2 separate regions of the Mus musculus genome follow, and region 1 is linked to region 2. Evidence: chromatin contacts called from public ChIA-PET data. All regions are on one chromosome and are shown on one strand. Each heading gives the region's core, a stretch centred on a gene start, on an enhancer-like site or on the middle of the called end of the contact. The rest is flanking DNA. Distances are from core to core; before and after follow the strand shown. Region 1 holds the start of 4930417O13Rik (RIKEN cDNA 4930417O13 gene). Region 2 has its middle 4.5 kb from the start of Gm32673.

Region 1 (4,227 bases), core at 1,253-3,752, 160 kb after region 2:
CCCAACCAGCCCCCTCCAATTACTAATTGATGGGGAGGACCCAACCCACTGTGGGTGTTGCCGTCCCTGGGCTGATACCCCTGGACTCTGTAAGAAAGCAGGCTGAGCAAGCCAGTAAGCAGCACCTCTCCATGGGCTCTGCATCAGCTCCTGCCTCCAGGATGCTGCCCTGCCTGAGTTCCTGTCCTGCCTTCCTTCAGTGATGGACTATTATATAGAAGTCAAATAAACCCTCTCCTCCCTAAGTTACTTTTGGTCATGCTGTTCCATCACAGTAATATTAACCCAAACTAGGACTGTGATTCTAGGTTAGGAGGTGTGCACGCTGACTGTAAACAATGATAATACTTCAAAGAATCATGATGACGACATGTAAACCTTTGTTAGACTTACAACAAGTGTTGAAGTAGTTAGGGAGTTTATTCTCACTGGAGTTAGATGTCTGACTAATGGTAATATACTCTTATAATACCAGCACTTAGGAGGCTGAAGCAGGAAGATCAGGTGTTCATAGGCAGCCTAGGCTGCCCAGTAAGTTGAAACGATGTCTAAAGAGACACTGCCCTGTCACGCATCGAAACGCTTTAAGAGAAAATCAAATATACTGGATGTTAAATTTAGATGAGAGATTTAAAATATTTAAGAGACTCCAATGGACTATATTTATAGTGGAGCTTAAATTGTTCAAGCTGAGTTAATAAAATTTTAATTTTAAAAGGACAAATGGGAATGAAGCACAGTGGGAAGTTATTGAACCAACCAGGGCTATGTAGTGAGACCCTGTCTCAAACAAGAAAGAAAGAAAAGAAAGATGGGTCTGCAGAAATGGCCCAGTGTTTATCTATGCAAGGTGTTACACAGCCATCTGAGGGCTGAGTTTGAATCGCCAGCACGTACATATGTAGAGCTTCATAATAAAACAACAAAATGCGTACTTTGAACTTAAAAGGCATAAGGGACAGTAGAATGTTTACTTGATGAACAATAATCTATTCTTTGTCTACAATGTCAGTAATTACTCCCAGACCATTTTTCTCTACTCTCTAATCCCGAACTATACAAACAGCTGGGCGTGGTGGTGTGAATCTGTAGTCTCAGGGCTTGAGAGGAGGAGGAGGCAGGAGGACAAGGGTCTGGGCAGTAAGTACTAAGTCATTGGACTACACAGACAGCCCTTGTCTTAAAAAATAAAAAGGATCAGAGCTGGCAGGGGGTGGCTCACAACCATCCATAATGAGATCTGACGCCCTCTTCTGGTGCGTCTGAAGACAGCTACAGTGTACTTATGCATAATAATAAATAAATCTTTGGGCTGAAGCGAGCAGGGACTGAGCGAGCAGGATTGACCAGAGTGAGCAGAGGTCCTAAAAAAATTCAATGACCAACAACCACATAAAGGCTCACAACCATCTGTACAGCTATAGTGTACTCACATACATAAAATAAGTAAATCTTTAAAAAATAATAATAAAAAGGATCAGAAAACACACAGAAACTCACGTCATCTCTTATTCTAGTCCCTTGCCAGTCCACCACATCCTTCAGCATGGAAATGTGTTAGTCACGTCTCAGCCCCAGAAGTCTCCACACGGCCCGTCCTGAAGTTCGCACTTTCCCACTGGGAACCCTAGGAAGGGTGATATTCTGTTCCACCTGCCCGCCCCGTGCCTTGACCTCCCGGGTTCCTTTACTCTTTGCCTGGAACCCTGACTTCTCATGCTGCTCTCACGCCTGGCAGAGAAGGCAGGAGCTGGTGACTGAGTCGTTCCAGGACACATTTACCAGCCCTGCGTCCTGCGCAGCTCAGTACCTGACACCATTGCTCACATGCTCCCTAGGAGCATCAGCACCGATCCACCCACCCTCCCGGTTACAGCACAGACAGACTCATTCAAAGTCCTTGAGCAGCTCACCCCACTAACAACCAGAGAAGCAGAGGGCAAACAGACATTTATACCTCCAATGGTCCAGTATTTCTTCAGTTCTTTGCCATCTGACTGACTCTTGGATTTTTCCTTGGATTTTCACCTCAGCCTCCTCTGGCCCCGCCTTGCCTGTGTCTATCATTTACAAACCTCCCTAGGCAATAGGCTCATGAAAATGCCCATCCTGGTCTAACTTGTAGGTGAAAGAGAAGAATCAGTTATCCAGTTTTGACATGGGCAAAGCATGAATAAACAGCTCTCCAGTCAGTAAGTACAGGCAAAAGGCATGTGACAAAATGTGACGGTAGCCAGGCATGGTGTCACACACCTGAAGTGTCAGCACTTGGGCTATCCTCAGAGGTCAGCCTAGGCTACCTCAAAAACATTAGAAAAGAAAAAGAGAAAAGAAATATGACCACAGCCTGTGCCCACTAAAGGGGTCCCTGTTCCTTCAGAAGGGGCTAGCCCAAATCCTACAGGAGTGAAGGGTCAGGACATCGAGAGCTCTGTAGACCCAAACTTACACTTCTGCTCAAACTCTCCCAGGCCAGGGAGCCCTCAGAAGCGAAGGCAGTGTGGGAATAATTAGTCAGACACGCTTCCCTTTGTGTCACAGAATCTAACTCGCCATCTATGACTTCAGAGAAGTTACGTGACAACAGCAGCACACGGTGTCATAGCAACACACCTACACGTCCTGCTGCCACCTTCCTGCCCGCAGAGAAAACAGCTGCCTTCTTCAAAAGTCAACACAGCCAGGCACTGTGCCGCTCATCTGCCACCTCCAGCACTTGGGAGGGAGACACGTGGAGTCAGGCTGAGGCTAGCAGAAACTACAGGAGACCCTGTCTAAATAGAAAAATAAGTAACGTAAGCAGCGGGTAGCCTGACATCAGCTGGGTGAAGTGTCACAGTGTCACTTAGTGCTTAGGAGTAGAGACAGAATCAGGTGTTCACGGTCATTCTTAGCCACAAAATCAATTTGAGGCCATCCTGGAATACATGAGACACTGGTTTTTTTTAATTAATTAATCAACTAATTAATTAATTTAAAAAACAAAGGAACCAAGAGTGCATATCTTTAATCCCAGCACTGGGGAGGCAGAGGCAGGCAGTTCCCTGTGAGTTCAAAGTTAGCCTGGTTGACAAAGCAAGTTCACGGACAGGCAGAGCTCTCTTTCAGAGAAACCCTGTCTCAGAAACAAAACAAGAAAAAACTAGGGGAGGGGGGAATTCCACTTACCATAGCATCAGAAAGATTAAAACCTTACCAAGAAAGTCAACAAATAAATTGTAAGACTTCTACAATGAAAAGTCACAAAACATTGTTTAAAGGCATTTAGTACTAAATATATCAGAAGATTTGGTGTTCATGGGTTGGAAAACCTGATTGTGTTATTGTGATAATTCTGCCAACTCCCACCAGTGAGTCCAAGACAATGCCTATAAAAATTTCAATTGCCCCTTTTTGCAGAAATGAAACTGATCCTAAAAGTCATACGGCGATTCAAGAGGCACGGAATAGCCAAAATACTTTAGAGAGGCCAGAAAGATGGTTCAGCAATTAAAGACATTTGCCACCAAGCCTGGCTACCTGAACTGAATCCCTGGGACCTCCAACGGTGGCAGGAGAGCATCAACTTCTGTAAACTGACCTCTGACCTCCACATACGTGCCGCGACACACTCCCACCCACACCACACACAAAATGAGTGAACAAATTAGTGTAAAAACAAAACATTATTTCAGAAAAGATCAAAACCCACTAACTCATTCTTTCCAGTTTCCTTTCTCTTCTCTTCTGAGACAGGTCTCGCTATGTAGCGCAGGCTGAACTTTTACTTACAGTAATCCTCCTGCCTCTGCCACCTTACTGCTGGGATTACATAAGCATACAGTACCACTCCGAGTTTATACTTCTTGATGTCAAAACTTACTATAAAACTGTAATCAAAACTGTGAGAGCGACATAAAGATGGACATAGATTAATGGAATAAAACTGAGAGTCCAGAAATCAAGCCATAGGCCAATTGATGGTTACCAAGACCCTCCAGTGTAAGAATAGTTTTCTTCTGACTTCAGGCACTGAGACACCGCTCAGCAGTGAAATACAAGAATTAAAACTACAGGCTGGGCGTGGTGGCGCACGCCTTTAATCCCAGCACTCGGGAGGCAGAGGCAGACGGATTTCTGAGTTTGAGGCCAGCCTGGTCTACAAAGTGAGTTCCAGGACAGCCAGGGCTATACAGAGAAGCCCTGTCTCGGAAAAAAAAAGAAAGAAAAGAAAAGAAAAGGAAAGAA
Region 2 (4,258 bases), core at 735-3,234:
CTCCTCCACCCCTTCTCATCTCCTCCTCCTCCTCCACCCCTCCTCATCTCCTCCTCCTCCTCCACCCCTCCTCATCTCCTCCTCCTCCTCCTCCACCCCTCCTCATCTCCTCCTCCTCCTCCACCCCTCCTCATCTCCTCCTCCTCCACCCCTCCTCATCTCCTCCTCCACCCCTCCTCATCTCCTCCTCCACCCCTCCTCATCTCCTCCTCCTCCACCCCTCCTCATCTCCTCCTCCTCCACCCCTCTTCATCTCCTCCTCCTCCACCCCTCCTCATCTCCTCCTCCTCCACCCCTCCTCATCTCCTCCTCCTCCTCCACCCCTCCTCATCTCCTCCTCCTCCACCCCTCCTCATCTCCTCCTCCTCCACCCCTCCTCATCTCCTCCTCCTCCTCCACCCCTCCTCATCTCCTCCTCCTCCACCCCTCCTCATCTCCTCCTCCTCCACCCCTCCTCATCTCCTCCTCCTCCTCCACCCCTCCTCATCTCCTCCTCCTCCTCCTCCCCTTCCCCTCCCCCCTTCCCCCCCTCCAAACAAAGTCTCATGTATCCTGGGTGGACTTTCAGCTCAGCACATAGCTGAGAAGAGTCCTGAACTCCTGATGTTGTGGGGTATCCACCAGAGAAGACTGCCTGGGCATGGGTTTAAGCCAATAGAATCTTCATTAGCTGGCACATGGCTACACAGGCATTCAGGATCCCATAGTGTAGCCCCAAGTCTCTGTCGGGGTGAGCTTTTAAGCACACACACACACACACACACACACACACACACACACACACACACACTTGTCCTGGGTTGACACACTTCAGTTAGCAAGAACAGTTAGCCAGAAGCAGAACTACAGCCACCCAAAAGCCGGGTGAGCACATTTAGAGACGTTCCCATGACTATGGACTTTGATGGATTAGGTCTTTGTTTACGGTTTTGGCAGGTGATGCTGTCTACGTGCTGAGTGAATGGCTCTTCCAATATGGAGTCAGTTATGCTACAGTCTGGAGCCTGTTACACTGGCCCTCCTGATTCTACCACCCAATTGCTTGGTTTACAGACAGACATCACACCCACTCAAAAGTTACTCTCTGAGCTCAGACTTCCTCAGCTACCATATGGGAACAATAATAGTACGTATGCCCCAGTGTCCTGTGAAAACTGTCTGAGATAATTAATTCCTGTAGAGCCACTGGGACAACAGCTAGTTTACAGGAGGTGCCCTGTAAAGTACATGTGTATACATGCACAGAGATCTATATGATTCATGTATTTTAATTATAACTTTCTATCTAAAAGTATACATATATAATAATATGGACATTACTATATATATACAATGTTAGGTGTTCTGTGCTAGACATTACTTCCAAGTTCCTCTTGAGTGGGAGGCCGATAGCTCCTGGGCATCTGGGAGTTACCTCTTCCCAGGGATGGTGACTCATTGGGAGGCCCTCCCAGAATCAACCAAATCTTCCAATTTACCATCCACACTGGCTGAGCTAGTCTCAAGCCCTGTTCTAAATCTGTAGCTAGAAGCCAAGGGAAAGGGCTAGGGGCATGGGAGCGCGGGGGTGGGGGTGGGGGGGTGGGGGTGGGGGTGGGGTGTCTGTTCTTTCTGACTTTAAGCAGAGGGAGAACACTCTTGGGGATCCAGAGGAACTGGCCAGGCTCCATGGCTCCCCAAGTGGAGAATAGTGGCAAATTTTCCTCCGTGATGTCCCTCCTGCTGCCCAGTCCTAGCACATCCCATGCCAGCCCCGGGGCCCTGAAGCCCTGGAACTTGGGCAGGGAAGCAATCCCTGGCCCTGTGGAGAGAGGGGTCACACGCCCGCGGGAAGCCCACCACTCCAGAGGGCTGGCCATATTGCCCCCAGGCAGCAAGGAAGGCCTGAGCTCCTGCAGAGCTGCAGGTCCATACCAGAGGGTGACTCGGGCGGGAGCCCGCGGGCAGGGCGCGGCCGAGCGGGCAGCAGGACCCAATGGACGCCGGAAGCCTCGGAGGCTGACTCATCCTCCTGCCTCCGACAGTCACCGCAGCTTCCACGGCCACACAGAGCGCCCCAAAGGGGATGCGCCCCCTGGAGGCCACATCAGAAAGCGCAACCTGGGACCCTGGTTCCAAGTTAGATCTCTATTTAGATAAATTTGAGGTTCAAAGGAAGGAGGCAAGCACAAACACTTCCTTATCAGTTGGTTTTCATCTCTTTCGAGCCCTCTGTGGAGGCGTGACACCAAATATGAGCATGTGAGCACCTAGTAGGCTCACAATTCGGGCGCAAGTGGATTGCTGGCCTGGTCCCAACCTAATGCAGCCTAATTGTCACCCCTCAGACTCATTTCTCCTTTTGGTCTTAAGACAGCAGAGAATTCATTGACAAACCAGTGACACCCCCCCCCCCCAGCTGATGAAAATGGACAACGTTTACCCAATACCATTGTGCAGAGAGTTTGCATACGTTATTTAATGCCCTTAATCTCTAAAGGAAGTAGATATTATTACCCTGCCTGTTTTCAGGAACTAAATGAAGATTTAAGCGATGGCACTACCGCTATTTGTAGTTTGTTTCTTGGTTTATGGTGGATTTTTTTATGTTATTGTTGTTGTTATTTTTGAGACAGGGTTTCTCTGTGTGACAGCCCTGCTGAAATGGAACTTGCTTTGTAGACCAGGCTGGCCTTGAACTCACAGAGATCACAGTGCTGGGTAAAGGAGTGAGTCACCATGCCCAGTACACACTCAGTTGTGTAAGCAACACTTTCATTTAATTCCACAATAATGTGGAGTGTAGGGATCATTTCCCACGGACAGGTCAGCTAACAGGAAATGAAGGTTCGTTTCTCAAGGTCTTACAGCTCCAATTCTCAGATATAAATCCCTCATTTCTTTCCAACTCCGTGGTCCCCTCCATTCCATCCCACCTCGGCCCTCCCTTGAGGAATAAAAGTGACTCACTCAACCCCACCTGTAGGCTCCAGCAGCTATGAGTCACTAACCCACCCTTTGGGTAGCAGTGACATCCATAACAAACCTAAGCACCTCCCACTTCCCTAGCCCCACCCCCTCCACCCACCCCACTGGCCCCTAGGAAGCGAGAGGCTGGTGAGTGGTTTCTGGTTTCCCACACACTGTCTTTTCAGTGCCCAGGAGGGTGACTGTCTTGAGATTCAATGACCGGTTTGAGCTCCTGTACACGCAAGGAGCCCAGATGTCCTAAACAACCGTCGTAGGCATAGCGGGGAAACCTATGATCGCACCACCACAGAGTAGCCTGAGGCAGGATTGCAGATGCTAAAGCAGCATAAACTACACAGCAAAGAGCCTGGATTACTGAGCTTGCCTGCAGGAGAAAAGAGCTTCAAACCTGATGCGACCGCCCCATGCCGCATCTCTGGGGCGAGAGAGGACTTCAGGAAGGGGTCTGTTAGCGTTCTGTCTAAGCTCCGCCCCACAGTTACCTGTCAATAGCCAGGTAGGCCTGACCCACTGCTTGCCCCTTTCTCCCTCCTTGTTCCTCTCTTGCTACCTTGTTCTTCCCTTCCCCATCTCTCCATGTGCTCATGGCCAGCCTCTACTCTTCTATTCTCCCTCTCTCTGCCTTTCTCTGCCTCTACTACCCTCTTAACTCCCCTCCCCATACCCTGAATAAACTCTATTCTATACTATACCTTTGTGTGGCTGGTCCCTCGGGGAAGGGGATGCCTCAGCATGGGCCCGCGGAGGAACCTCCTTCCCCCCCCCATACCTCACCACGCCCCCATAGAATATATACCCCCTCTTTTTTGTTTTGTTTTGTTTTTCGAGACAGGGTTTCTCTGTATAGCCCTGGCTGCCCTGGAACTCACTCTGTAGACCAGGCTGGCCTCGAACTCAGAAATCCGCCTGCCTCTGCCTCCCGAGTGCTAGGATTAAAGGCGTGCGCCACCACGCCCGGCATACCCCTCTTTTTATGTTTTTATAAACACACCAGGGTTGGTGGGTGCCTTGCCTGCATTACTCCAAGAATGTCAAAATCTTAAAGAATGAAAATAAGAAAAATCAAATGGAGGATGTCTGGATCCTTGAGAAGCCGACCTGGGAAGATTTTTAGTGCCATGGAAAAAGCAGAATGGCTTAGTTTACAAGGAAAAGGGGAGCCGGTCATGTGAGTGAAACCTGCAGGAGGCTGCCTTCAGAACAAGCTGGAAAAAGCCAGCTCTGGATCAACACCATCAAATTTCAATGGCTGTGAGTCACAGAGCTCAGACCTCAGAGGCAGTGGGGA

Evidence for each region. ChIA-PET counts read pairs in DNA pulled down with a chosen protein or histone mark.
Region 1: a contact with region 2 is called in an RNA polymerase II ChIA-PET map of memory CD8 T cells, with 12 read pairs. The contact joins the promoter of 4930417O13Rik here to the enhancer-like site in region 2. A contact is called at or near these places in 1 of 15 datasets of contacts at CTCF or cohesin (the NIH/3T3 cell line), 26 of 484 Hi-C or Micro-C datasets (B cells, the HL-1 cell line, the N1E-115 cell line and 10 more) and 9 of 115 datasets of contacts at active chromatin or transcription factors (DN3 thymocytes, the NIH/3T3 cell line, bone marrow-derived dendritic cells and 4 more).

Annotation. Positions count from the first base shown.
Region 1 is chr6:125,263,800-125,268,026 of GRCm38.p6, reverse strand. It overlaps 4930417O13Rik (RIKEN cDNA 4930417O13 gene), which reads right to left and starts at 2,502. Exons shown (of 4, transcript NR_015527.1): 1 at 1,958-2,502; 2 at 1,501-1,627.
Region 2 is chr6:125,424,322-125,428,579 of GRCm38.p6, reverse strand. No RefSeq gene overlaps it. Among named protein-coding and RNA genes, the nearest start is that of Gm32673, 4.5 kb to the left of the region's middle. Within about 2 kb of position 1,984, at least 357 of the 459 cell types and tissues checked have an H3K27ac peak or open chromatin away from gene starts, as enhancers often do. A contact at or near this core is called in DN3 thymocytes, the HL-1 cell line, the N1E-115 cell line and 13 more, where this site is marked.